3 separate regions of the Mus musculus genome follow, and regions 2 and 3 are each linked to region 1. Evidence: chromatin contacts called from public ChIA-PET and HiChIP or PLAC-seq data. All regions are on one chromosome and are shown on one strand. Each heading gives the region's core, a stretch centred on a gene start, on an enhancer-like site or on the middle of the called end of the contact. The rest is flanking DNA. Distances are from core to core; before and after follow the strand shown.

Region 1 (3,748 bases), core at 222-2,721:
CTATAAATCTGAGAGTAGAAAGATGATATTTAAAGACCATGGAACTCCAGAATCGCTAGAAAGAGACAGGATCAATAAGACCATTATTAGCTTGAAGTGAGACAGAGATATCTATAAGAGACTGAAATAATAATAATGATTGAAAATTCTAGAGTGGGGGGCCCTTATCTAAAAAAATATTTTCAGGGAAGTTAGTTTTGTTGACAAGAGGGTGGTATTAAGATAATTTGGTACACTGAAAAATCTCAAAGTCTTGACCAGGACAGTTTCAGTGTAGTGGTGACAACCAAGTCAGAGCTACCTCAACTCTACTGGGTAATAAGAAACTTGAAACATCACACCTTCCATTCTTTATTAATATCAAGGATTCTTAATCTTTGGTCCATACACAAAGGAGGTCATGGAAGGGTTTCAAGAAAAAGTTATTCCAAGTCCCATCTCCAGATGTTGCAAAATTTTGTACATGGTGTCTCACCTAGTGTTTTCAAGATTGTCATCAAGAAAAATCAGAGACCCAGGAATCCTCTAGGCTGCAAAGCCTGAAAGATCAAACTGATACTTGCTTCTTGTTTGCTGTCTTTTAGGGAAATCAGAACTTAGCGTTATCACACTGAAGGTTTAATGTTCATGGTATGTGGGATTTCTATCCCATCTCTATGTGTGGTGTATCTGAGCTCCCAAGTCCCCACACAAGGGCTACTCACTTCCAAGATTCTTGAAATAGGCACTTAGACAAGCAACTAAGTGCAAGATAAAGGTCTGGTATCTGTCTTCATTTTGTGCCTGTCTCCTTTATTTTGGCTGAAGGTACAAAGATTAATCGTCCTAAACCTACAAGTCACCTTGAGTCCAGAGAAAACAAAGTCTCAAAGGCTAGACTCCTGCCTATATAAGGACTATTATTCGTCAGGGCTGCACCTTGGAGCACTGAATGATCTCACCTTGTAGGAGCTAAATGGATCTCCGGAAGGGATGCAGCGATAAAGACTTTGACCACCTTGAAAACCAGAACTGAGATAATGATCAACCAGACCACATCTTAACCCAGGACTGTTTAAACATACCTCTTGTCTCCTGCCCTCAATTCTTCCATAACTTAAAAAAAAAAAAAAAAAAAAAAAAAAAAAAGGTATGTCAACACCCCGGGTGTCAGTGGGAGGGCGAATCTGGTCTCCTTTATGTCAACATTGTTGGCTATACTAGCGACAAGTGGCCCAGCCCCTCTTGCAGAAGTTGTCAAAGGCCAGGCTTTTGCTTAAGGAACTCTGGTTACAATTCACTTTCGTCCCAGCTTCTTGGAGAAGCGTCTAAACTGTACTATCGTTACTTCCCAGATCCACCTTTCTGGTCCCCAGGAATTCTCCAATGCCCCACTAAATCACTGTGCACATCCCCTCCCAGTCTCAGAGAGCTGGGAGCTGCCACCTAGACAGGGCGGGGCTCCGCGCTCCGCCTTCTGGGAAGAGCTTTATGGTACAGTCGCTGTGTTTTCACGACAGTCCCGGGCGGCTTTACGGCTGCTAAGTTTCTCCGCCTTCTAAACCGCGGTAACGTGGTGGCATATTGCTACGCCAGCGCAGAGATGAGGCAAAAGAGGAAAGGTGCAAAATACGTGGGACAAGGGCGCAAGGGAGGAAGTGGATTCTCTGAGATCACAGGTTGAAGCTCAATTTTCCATGGGAATTACTGCTTGGTCTGGGCCCGCGGGACCCCGGTTGGCGGGCCTCCCTTCCTATCTGTCCTTTGTAAAACAGCCCCCTTCTCTCTTCCCCTTTGGAAGAGACTACTTGTTGTTTTTTGTGTAGATGGGTAAACGGTACTGCTATTCCAAGATAACTTTCAGAGGAGATAGGTGTTGAGTTGCAGGTTAATTTGCGGTAATTTACTGGACGTGTTTATTTAAGGTGTTTTTGTTTTTTGTTTTTGTTTTTTAAATCTTAAAGTAGGAAAGGCCTCCTTAAGGTAGAGATTGTGCAGTTTGTGCAATAGCTTTACGTGACTTACTTGCATTTATTTTACCTCCGGAGTAGTCTGGAGTAACTGTGCAGTTTTTGGTTTTTTTTTCAACAGGATGAAGTCATTTTTTTTTAAATCTTTTTTTTTTTTTTGCAATAGATTCCATTCTTAACTCTGTACTGCCCTTGAAGAGTTGGTCTGATAATATTACTGTTGGATGTCACAATAATAGCTGGGTATTGAGCCTTTCCCAGTCATTTTGAAGACGTGTTGTCATTTCATGCTCGAAAAAGCTGAGGTTTGGTTAACTTTTCCAGTCAAAGTTTATACTTAGTGTGAGGAGCTGCCTGTGACATCGGAAGCATCAAATGAAAAGTCAGTGCGGTATTGGTCACCGCTCTTGGCACTAACTGGAACTGCCCTTCTAGACATGTTCTATATACTTGTCACATCAAACACAACATGCACTAGATCCGTTTGATCTTACTTTACTGTAACGTGTTTATTCCTAGGCTGGCAATCAGCAAGCCCCAGCCAGCCCGTCTCCCTTGCCCACTCCTCCATGGTCCCCACGTTACGGGCATGAATGTGGCCTAGCTTCGAACATGGGAGCAGGGATTCAAACTGAAGTTTTCATGTGTGTAGATCTGGCTTTTGTTTATCATCTACATTGATTGTATCTTTCTTTTTTTAGCTTTCTGACATATTTGTTATATTGGTAATCTCTCTTTTAAAAAAACTACTTTTTTTTTCTTAAGTTACAGAGTTGAGAATGTATAATTTTTTTCTGTTACGTTTAATGCCTTTGCCTAGTGGCCAGTGTACTGTCTACTTACTGAACCCTGCTCAGGCAACCTGTGGTCAAGTTAGATAGATCTCCTTTCACCAGAATAGGTAGTTCTTATGCCTAGCCTTGTTCCTTCTTGTTGTTCCTTGGTTTACACCCTGACCTTTCTTTAATGATGCTAATTCTCTTTCCTCCATGAAATACTTCTTACTGGTTTGCCCAAGTAGTATTCAGATCTTTTATTTTTGTTAGCCCAGCCTCTTACTCTCTAGATGAAGTCTTATGCAGAAGTTTTTAATGTAGAAAGAAGAAAACAGAGTTGCAGTGGTCTTAATACATATGCATGTGTATGCGCACACACGCATGCATGCACACACACACACACTCACCCAAATAGATGGAGATGTATAGATATGCAAGTTGACAGGGTGATATCTCATCTTCTGTGCTCATCCCGTACCCCAAGTCCACCTCTGTTACATAGCCTCTGAGGCACCTTTGTAGAACTGAGAATGCTGGGAAATCACTAGTCTTTGGCTATCCATAGACTTCTCTCTCATTGTTTGATATGTATTAGCTTTGCCTCATTAAGTTGGTGGAGTACACAGTGCACAATATGGTAAAAAGACCTGAACCTGAGATCTAACCCTGCCCTTTACAATGACATCTGAACTTGCTTTGATCCAGTTTTACATGTATAAAATAGGACGACAATACCAACTTTACAGTGTCATTGTGAGTTTCAAATGGGTGACTTCCATGGTGTTCTTATCCACACTCCTATGATGACTTCTTTCTTTTTCACACCAGCAGGCAGGAGGCGTGTTTGCTGCCATCACCCAAGCTAACACAGCGCACCACTGTTGTCAGCTGGTAAAAGATGGGCTCTCCTGACCCTTGACAAAAAGAGCTGAGATTTTTCTGGCTTGGATGGGTTGCTTATGCTTGGATGAGTCATTTGTGATTGACAGTAGGATGATGTGGCAATCGTGCCAGCATCTCCTG
Region 2 (4,201 bases), core at 731-3,230, 520 kb after region 1:
GGTCTGGCCTCACCTCAGGGCAAAGCATTCTCAGCCTCGACCCTGCCTGAGTCTTAGTCCCTTGCATCTGTCATTCATTTTCTTTTGAAGAGGTTTTGTTTTTAAAGTAATTTATTTGTATTTTATGTACATTGGTGGTCTGCCTGCATGCATGTGTGTGTGCGTGGGAGGGAGGGAAGGGGGGAGGGGGGAGAGAGAGAGAGAGGGAGAGGGAGAGATCCATCCATCCATCCATCCTTTGGAACTAGAATTGCAGATGGTTATGAGCTGCCATGTGGGTGGTGAGAATTGAACCTGGTTACTTTGGGAGAATAGCCAGTGCTCTTAGCCACTGAGCTATCTCTTCAGCATCTCTTTGAGGAGTCTTTAAAGTTTGTCTAGATTTTATAGTTGTCATCTGTAGGGATTGATTTTGACAGCAGCCCTCCCAGAAGCAGAGCCCTCTAGATCAGTGGTTCTCAGCCTATGGGTTCTGGCCCCTTTGGCAAGCTTCTGTCTCTAAAAATACCTACATTATGATTTTTTTCTAACAGTAGCAAAATTACAGTTATGAAGTAGCAATGAAAGTAATTTTATGGTGGGGGGTGGGCACCGCAGCATCGAAATTGTATTAAAGGGTCACAGCATTAGGAAGGCTGAGAATCACTGCTCTAGATAATTTTCCTTTTTGACACACCAAAAATTTAGTCAACTTTATTTTAGACTGTAGAAAATCGTAGAATGGCCTTTTAAGAACACTCACCAGTCTCTCGGCATGTCCTGTGGTGTTTCAAGGCTTGAGCTGCAGTGGAAGGGACACTTCTGTTTCTTGGCAAGTCCAAGAAAACATTAGTGATTCCAGGCTGGCTTCCAGTGTCCTCTGCTGTCCTGACTGGTGCTGGAATTGAACATGGAGACTTCTGTTTGGGGAATAGTGTGCCTTGCCAACAGCCTGCCTTTAACTTTGTTTCCTACATGGCCTCTTAGTACAGAGAAGAGAGAGATGGGCAGGAACTGCCTCTGGGTCCTTCTTCCCTTGTCACTCCCTGGCTTTCTCCATGGCACATCCTGGAAGCCAAGAGGGCATTGCAAAAGCTCACCCCTCAGAGATGCAATATGTGTATTTTCTCAACCTCTTTGCACTCTATTCTTTAAAATATTACATGTAAACCCGACGGTGGCGAGTCAGTGGGGACAACTTTCACCGCTTCTCCAGAGTGTGTCTGGGTGGCTTGCCCGTTTCCCTTCTTTACCATTCAGGAATGAGCTTCACAGGAAGAATGAAAGCTGCCAGGACTCACGAGTGTAATCAGCAAGAATTGTAGATGTTTAAAGGGCCTATGATCGCTTATGAGTAAATAATATAAATATGTCATGTATAAAACTAGGATTGTAAAGTAACTGTGCAAAGTGTGAGGAAAGCTGGAAGAGGCCGTGCCAGTTTAAAGATGCAGTGGCTTTAGGCAGTGGCGCTGTGTGGAAGGCAGAGGCTTGCTGTTAGGGCTGGAACTTGCCATTTGTAATCCAGCTGGTCCCGAGTTCGGCAGACTGGGACAGGGGTGCCTGCCAAGCCCCGTTTGTGAGCTGTCTCAGCGGTGTCTCAGCGGTTTCTCAGCGGTGCTGAGCGCGGCGGTCTCTGTGTGCATCTTCTCCCTGGAGGCTGCCCTCTGCTTTGTGCTGTCTGAGTAATGTTTTCACAGGCTTCATCAGCACTGCTTTTAAAACTTCAAATAGACGTGCCTCATAAGTTAAGACAGGCACTTTTTCTGTGCATGTTAGCCTCATAGTTATGAATGAAAATGAGTTCATGGTGTTACTCTCAACTCCCACCCCCTTGATTGTTCTTGGCCCCTCCCCCTTGTTCACAGAGTAGGCGACTCCCTTCCCGCACCACCCCCCAAGCTCTTTGATGTTGGTGCTCATGTGTTAGAAACTCATAGATAGATGCGGCTTCCTAGGCCTCAAGCTCTTCATTCCTGAGCTCTGTGGTCTGCTTTAAGTCAGAGGAAGTAGCCGCTGTTTCCGTCTGGTGCCTGTGTGATGACAAGGCTGGCTACGGAAGTGTGCTATGCTCGAGGCATTGTTAGAGGCTGGAGGATGTTAGGCTGGGCTGAGCCAGTGTGAACTTAATGGTGTGAAGTGCTAGGTCTGGATTGCTGTCCTGGCCACTGCCCTGTGCTACGAAGAAGGATGTGACAGGAGTCTGGGCTTCTCTGAAGGATGGTGACAGAAGGCCAGCTGACCTGGGAATGTGCTGTGTGAAGCAAGCCAGTGTTCCTGTGAGTTCCTCCAACATGACTGATGTAGGCCAAGAGATGCTCTCCGCATTAGAAAGCAAGGCTAGGGGTCAGATGTTGTGGTACATACACTATACACTTGTATCGTATCTCAGCATCCAGAGGTAGAGCCAGGAGAACTGCAAGCCTATGTAGCCAGCCTGGGCTACATAGGTGAAGCAGGAAGACTGCATGTTAAAGGCCAGCCTGGGCTACACACTGAGTTCAGGGCCTGCCTGAACAGCGCAGCAAGAGGAAAAAATAAATCGGAGCAAATACTAAGGGGCCTCCTGACTTAGCCCTGTCATTCCTAAGCACTCCCCATTGCGTTGAATGTTTGGGATAGCAGAGCCCACTGCTTCCTGGTTCTGCTTACCTACTTACTCATCCGCGTGGTTATTTGATGTGCGTTGGACATCTTGGAGGCAGGCAGTATATGTACCATTCCTTCTGGTCGATGCCAGCCTCCTAATTGAAGCAGTAATTTGAAAGCTAGTCTTCTGAGTTACCAAAGTGTAACACAAAGTACGTCCGTATACCTTCCTGGCACAATGTAAAGAAACAGCCACTCCTGGGGGCTGGGGTGGAGGACAGTACTGTTGTAATTTGAAACAAAACCCCAACAAAAATGGGCATGTTTTTTAAGTTCCTTTCGGTTGACTCGTGTCTTTGACATTTGCCATGCTTTTCGCAAACTCCTAGAGACCAGTGCAGAGCTGTGTACAGTGCGTTTAGGAATGACTAAGTCTCTGTCAGGATTTTGTTGCTGAAACCCCGCAATGGTTGGCTGCTGAGTTGAGCACCTAGATTCCTCCTGCTCCCACCTCCCCTGTGCTGGGCTGAAGGTTGAAGCCTCCGCATTTGGCTTCCGAATCAGAGCTCTTCCCCCATCTTCCCTCTTAGGCTTCTTGACAGTCATCTCAGGGATGGACTTCAGTGAACTTATGCACAAACTTGCTTGTGAATCCAGTCCAGAGCTTGTCTGCTATTTGATTCCTGGCTTTCTGGTCTAGCCTAGTCAGGTCTTTTAAAGAATAAGGAGGGAGCCAGCTGTGCTGGCATATACCTTTTAATCCCAGCAGCTGGAGGGTGAGGCAGGAGGATCTCTGTGAGTAGAGGCCAGCCTGGTCTACATAGTGAGCTCCAGAACAGCCAGGATAATGTAGAGAACTGTCTCAAGTGGTGGCGTGGGGGAGAACAAGGAGGCCCGTAATTTGGCGCCTGTGAAATGCAGTTTATTTAGCTTTCAGCCGAGGAACCACCAGGTTCACACTGTCAATGAAAATCGGGTGAAATTTGCACAGCTTTTCTGATAGGCTCCACAGCCATGCTGCTTTCTTTGTACTGGTACAGAGCCATCTGCTGGGGCTCTTGGGAAGTGCGGCTTTGGTTGGTGGCTTGGAGATCCAGGGAATGTCCTCGCAGTTTGCAGCTTGGCTGAGTCTCTCAGGCTCTGTTGATAATCTTGCTGGAAATGAATTCACAGAACTGGTAATCTTAAAGAGAAGCCTGGGAAATTGAATTTCTCTATATAACTGCTGGGGCGAGGAGGGGCTGTGTTTGCAGAACTGCCTGAATACAGTGCTATGGGTGAACACAAGGGATGCTGGGAGAATGAATGAAAGACGGGCCATTTGAGTGAGCCGTCACCCTGTCCCATCATGTCTCAGGTGGCCACACAATCTTACCTGATAACTTCTCTGAAACTGGGCGCATTTAAAGGGGTAGGATTTTTACCATCACTAAACTTGCCTTTGGGGCTTGCTACTTATGGCCATCTTCTCACTCACTGGGGAGCAAAAGCTGCTGAAAATAAGGGCTTGGTGGCTCCCTTCCTAGCTGTGTGTGTGTCCATCTGTCCGTCCATCCATCCCTGTTGATGTTGCTGAGGACACAATCCAGGACCTTACACTCTAAGTGAGCCTTCTACCACCTAGCAGTACCTT
Region 3 (4,183 bases), core at 378-2,877, 700 kb before region 1:
AGCTATGCCAAATAAGAGATCTAGCACTAATGAACGAGGGAACAGGCACTATGAACCACTGCTGAGCTAATATGATGGATAACTGGAGGAACGTGGATGTAGACAGCACCCATCTGCTCTGCTTCCAATCTGTATGGAGCTGCCATCAACTGCTGATTCTCAAAAAAAGACATTTCACCAAGTGGAGAAAGGGCGTCTGAAGATCAGGCCCAGTGGGCTCTTACAGTACCTCCTTTTCACTATGTCAGGCTTCCTAGTGGCTAACCCTGGGCCCTCCCAACTGTGGGTCTGACCCGTGTGTTAGTGGCTGATGAAACAAATTTAGCTGTTTCAGTACATCAATGACTTTAAACGAGAAAAGTAACAAGATACTGCCAGAGTAAAATGGACATTTCAGAAACCCTTTAAAAAAAGAAAAATCAGTCAATATGTCAGTATGAATGTTTTGGAAAGCAATGGAGCATGCATATCTAAGCGATTAGGTCAAATTGTTATCGAAAATGTCTGCCTTTTTTTTTTTTTTTTTTCTGTTTTAGAACAAAGACTTTTTCACTGGGCCTGGTGGCACAAGCCTGCAATCTCAGCCACTCGAAAGGCTGAGGCAAGCAAAGAAAAGTTCAAGGCCATCCTGGCTAATTTAAGAGCTTGGCTCAAAATCAAAAGTAGGCTTGGGGTGCAGCTGCGAGGTAAAGTACTTGCCTAGCGTGATCTCCTACAGCCCCGACACCCACCCTTCCCCGCCATGCTAGTTTTGCTGTGTCAGCTGCTCTTGGTTTAATTATAACCACTGGAACTCCAGATATTTGGATACTAAGAGTAAGAGGAGCAAGGCAGCAGGCAAGCGCCACAGGCCTTTCTTACGGCTCTGTAACCCGTTGATCAAGGCACTGCTGGGCAGGGGAAATCTCAAGGCCTTAGAACTCTGCTAGGTCCTGGCCTCTTCCATTTCTAAAATGACCGCGCCAAGCCCAAATGTCTGCAGACCATACTATTCCCCATCGTTGTTCAGATTGGCCTGGACCGGGGGCAAGATGGTTGCTAGGCCTGGAGGAGGGGGAGGGGCAGGCCGGGGGTCCCCAGGGCGGGCTGGCGCGGTGCTCACCCGGAAGTCTTGCGCAGTGTCCTTGATGGGCTGCACACGATGCTCTTGGTGCCGGGCGTCGGCCTGGCAAGCACAGCACAGCAGCTCCTTGTCCTCCAGGCAGAAGAGCGTGAGCGGGGCACGGTGCGCACGGCAGGGGCGCGGGGACCGGCGACCGGTCCAGCGCGCGCCCTCAGCCTCCTCGCGCAGCAAGGTCTCCACCAGGTTGTTGAGCGTGTGGTTGGTGCGCAGCTCCCCGGGCACCGCTCGTTCCTTGCACACCGGACACGAGGGCGTCGTCTGCACCTCCCAGCAGCCGCTCACGCACCGGCGGCAGAAGTTGTGGCCACAGCGCAGAGTTACTGCGTCGCGGAACGGGTCGTAGCACACGGCACACAGCAGCTCCTCTTTGAAGGAGCGCGAAGGCCCCGGGGACACAGAAGGGCCCGGCTCCATCGCAGGAGCAGCCGCCGTCACCACCACCGGTGTCGCCGCCTTCATGCCTAGCCTGCGGGCGTTGTCCCTGCTGAAGATCTGGGAGCTTAAGGCGGCTCCAACCAATCACGGATGGGCTTTGAGGGCGTGGACCCTCCCACTTCCGTCTTGCGCGGGGTCTCCCAGAGGAGGTGTGGTCCGCGATCTCCGTTAGCTCCAAGGCGGAAGGATCTGTCGTCCCACTGCAGTGTCGGGTTTCCGTTGTCAAATAGGAAGTGAAGCCACGGGCCGCCATCCTTAAGCAATTCCCGCTATCTCAGACTCCTGGTATAGATGGGAAGGGATGTCCATGGCTTAACTCCTGAGCTCCCTAGGTGGGGTCTGAACCTGGGCCCAAAGCAGTAGGGGGGGGGGAGGTCATGCAGCACTGGGAATGGTTTCTCAAAACCCTCACATAGGTCGTCCGCTGACTTTGGTCGGGCTTACTGCCACCTCGAGGTAGCGGGAAGACCTGAGGAGTTGAGATTCCCGGCTTGTGGTTGGATAAATGAGTTCCAGTGTAAAATGGTGGTTTCCGTGAAAAGGACGTGTGAGAACGAAATTAATAGGGAAGCATGCTCGTGGCATCTTCATTAAAGTCAGGGTGAGAAAGTCGTGATGAACATGCTTGTAATCTCAGCATTTGGGAGGCTGGGGCAGGAGGATCAAGAGTTTGAGACCAGCCTGGGTTACACAGGGACACTTAAAAAAAAAAAAAAAATCCACTTTGGATTCTGGCAAGAAAGGCAGTCTGAATGTTCCCAGCTGCCCATTCCTAGTTGATATTTGTAACCTTCCGCTGCTGTCTTACCCCAACATACACACTAATTCAGCAAGGCACTGCAGATTTGCAAATTCCTTGGGATCATATGAAACAATTTTTAAAAAATGCACTAGATAAACAATTACAAAAGGCAGTGTGTTTGGGTCTCTTTCCTATTCCTCTTGCCAGAACCACAGACGGGATGGTTTATAAAGAATAGAGGTTCCAGAGGCAGGGATATTCAAGAACTGTGTGCCAGCCTTCCTGCTGCATCTTGATGCGATAGAGAGAGTCACATGCCCAGACAGACAAGCCTGCCTGCTCAGATCTCACTTCTTCCTGTAAAGCCACTGGTGGTGTTTATGGAAAGTCCATGCTGGTAAGTTTTGTCAACTTGACGCAAGCTGGAGTCATTTGGAAAGAGGAAACCTGAAGGGAGAAAACATCTTATGGAAGAAACCATCCATAAGATGGTTCTGTAGGAGGCTTGATTGATTTGGGAAGGCCTAGTCCCCTGTGGGCTATGTCCCTCCCCCCATGCACTCCCTCAACCCCCCCCCCCCCAGGGCAGGTGCTTGTATAAAGAAGCAATCTGAGCAAGCCATGAGGAGCCACCTGTTAAGCAGTACCCCCTCCATGGTGGCCTCTTCAGTTCCTGCTTCCAGGTTCCTGCTTTGAGTTTCCCTGCCTTGGCATCCCTCAACAGACCATGACCCAGAGGTCTTTTGGCCATGGTTTCTTTCACAGGAATAGAGCTAACAAGGACTGGGCTCTGCCCTCATCGCCTCATTTGAAGAACCTCCTTCTACAAGCCTCATTTCAATTAGCAACTCCAATTTAAGGATTGAGTTTCCAAGGCATGGACTTTTGGGTGTCTGCTGAAACCCTGGCAAAGAAGGACGGCATGCCTACCTCCCTTCTAGCCTCCCCTCCTCTTTCTCTCTCCTCCTTTCTGTTTAAAGCAGAGATCAAGGAATAAAAGCAAGGATTGTTCTATGGCATGAAAAGGCAAGGCCTTACTATGTGCTGTCTACCAGGAATCCACTTTACCTGCAAGTGTTTAAGTAGCACAAACAAACAAAGAGAAAAGGCGAGTGCTAATTATTAGTATGGTTCTGTCGATATCAGGTGACAGAAAGTATTACAGGCAGGAGAAGGCCCAGTTCAGCAGGAGAGTTGCTGATAGCATCTTTAAACACAGGCAGCTGGAGCTGCAGAGTCAGCAGAGCTTATTCATCAGTTGCCAGGGAAACCTGTAAGGAAGAGAGAGTAGCCTGATCCTCTCAGTGAAGACTGCATGGCTTAGACCTTTTCTAAAGCCTGGAGTCTGCAAGGGAGGATGAAGGGTGCTTAGCTGCTCTGAATTAAGTCAGGGAGGCCATCCCTCACAAGTGCTGTACAGTACAAGTTGTAGAGAGAATCGCATTCTGTATGGAAGAGTCGCCCGTCAATAAAACTGCTATTAACCTATTAGCTTAGGCAGGAAACAGGGAGGTGGAAGGTCCAGTTCAGAGGAAGGATTCTGGGGGAGAGGAAGAAAGATTCAGCCCCAGACATAGATGAGATAGATGGTCACAAGTAACTGAGGACCAGGTAACCAGTCACGTGACAGAACTTGGAATAGAATAACGGGATGGTTAAGTTCTAAGCTAGCCAGGGAACGACCCAGAGTATTTGGCCAAGGCATTTGTATGTAAATATATTTAAGACTCAGAGTCATTATTCCAGGAGCTTGGGACTGGGAGGGAAAACATGAGCTTACAGAAAACATGCTATAGTAGGTGACTAGGGATATACCAGGGTAGGAAACCACCTGCCTCTGGATCGACTGGGCTGCAGACATCTTTGATTCAGTCTGTCATGTG

What was found. ChIA-PET counts read pairs in DNA pulled down with a chosen protein or histone mark. HiChIP or PLAC-seq counts read pairs in DNA pulled down with a chosen protein or histone mark.
Region 2: a contact with region 1 is called in an RNA polymerase II ChIA-PET map of memory CD8 T cells, with 16 read pairs. The contact joins the enhancer-like site here to the promoter of Elp3 in region 1. A contact is called at or near these places in 1 of 39 promoter capture datasets (liver), 2 of 484 Hi-C or Micro-C datasets (LSK cells and Th1 cells) and 3 of 115 datasets of contacts at active chromatin or transcription factors (bone marrow-derived macrophages, cardiomyocytes and memory CD8 T cells).
Region 3: an H3K27ac HiChIP or PLAC-seq map of microglia shows a contact between it and region 1, with 5 times the contacts expected there. The contact joins the promoter of Trim35 here to the promoter of Elp3 in region 1. A contact is called at or near these places in 1 of 39 promoter capture datasets (embryonic stem cells), 4 of 484 Hi-C or Micro-C datasets (the Ba/F3 cell line, the N1E-115 cell line, cortical neurons and 1 more) and 1 of 115 datasets of contacts at active chromatin or transcription factors (microglia).

Annotation. Positions count from the first base shown.
Region 1 is chr14:65,590,835-65,594,582 of GRCm38.p6, reverse strand. Elp3 (elongator acetyltransferase complex subunit 3) reads left to right here and starts at 1,471. Exons shown (of 15, transcript NM_001253812.1): 1 at 1,471-1,658. The coding sequence starts at 1,583. It also overlaps a transcript of Nuggc not described here.
Region 2 is chr14:65,068,875-65,073,075 of GRCm38.p6, reverse strand. The region is part of intron 3 of Extl3 (exostosin-like glycosyltransferase 3); the gene reads left to right. Among named protein-coding and RNA genes, the nearest start is that of Gm52118, 24 kb to the right of the region's middle. Within about 2 kb of position 1,980, at least 134 of the 459 cell types and tissues checked have an H3K27ac peak or open chromatin away from gene starts, as enhancers often do. A contact at or near this core is called in Th1 cells, bone marrow-derived macrophages and memory CD8 T cells, where this site is marked.
Region 3 is chr14:66,294,469-66,298,651 of GRCm38.p6, reverse strand. It overlaps Trim35 (tripartite motif-containing 35), which reads right to left and starts at 1,627. Exons shown (of 6, transcript NM_029979.3): 1 at 1,103-1,627. The coding sequence starts at 1,582. 1700001G11Rik (RIKEN cDNA 1700001G11 gene) reads left to right here and starts at 1,523. Exons shown (of 3, transcript NR_038077.1): 1 at 1,523-1,843; 2 at 2,508-2,697; 3 at 3,066-3,325.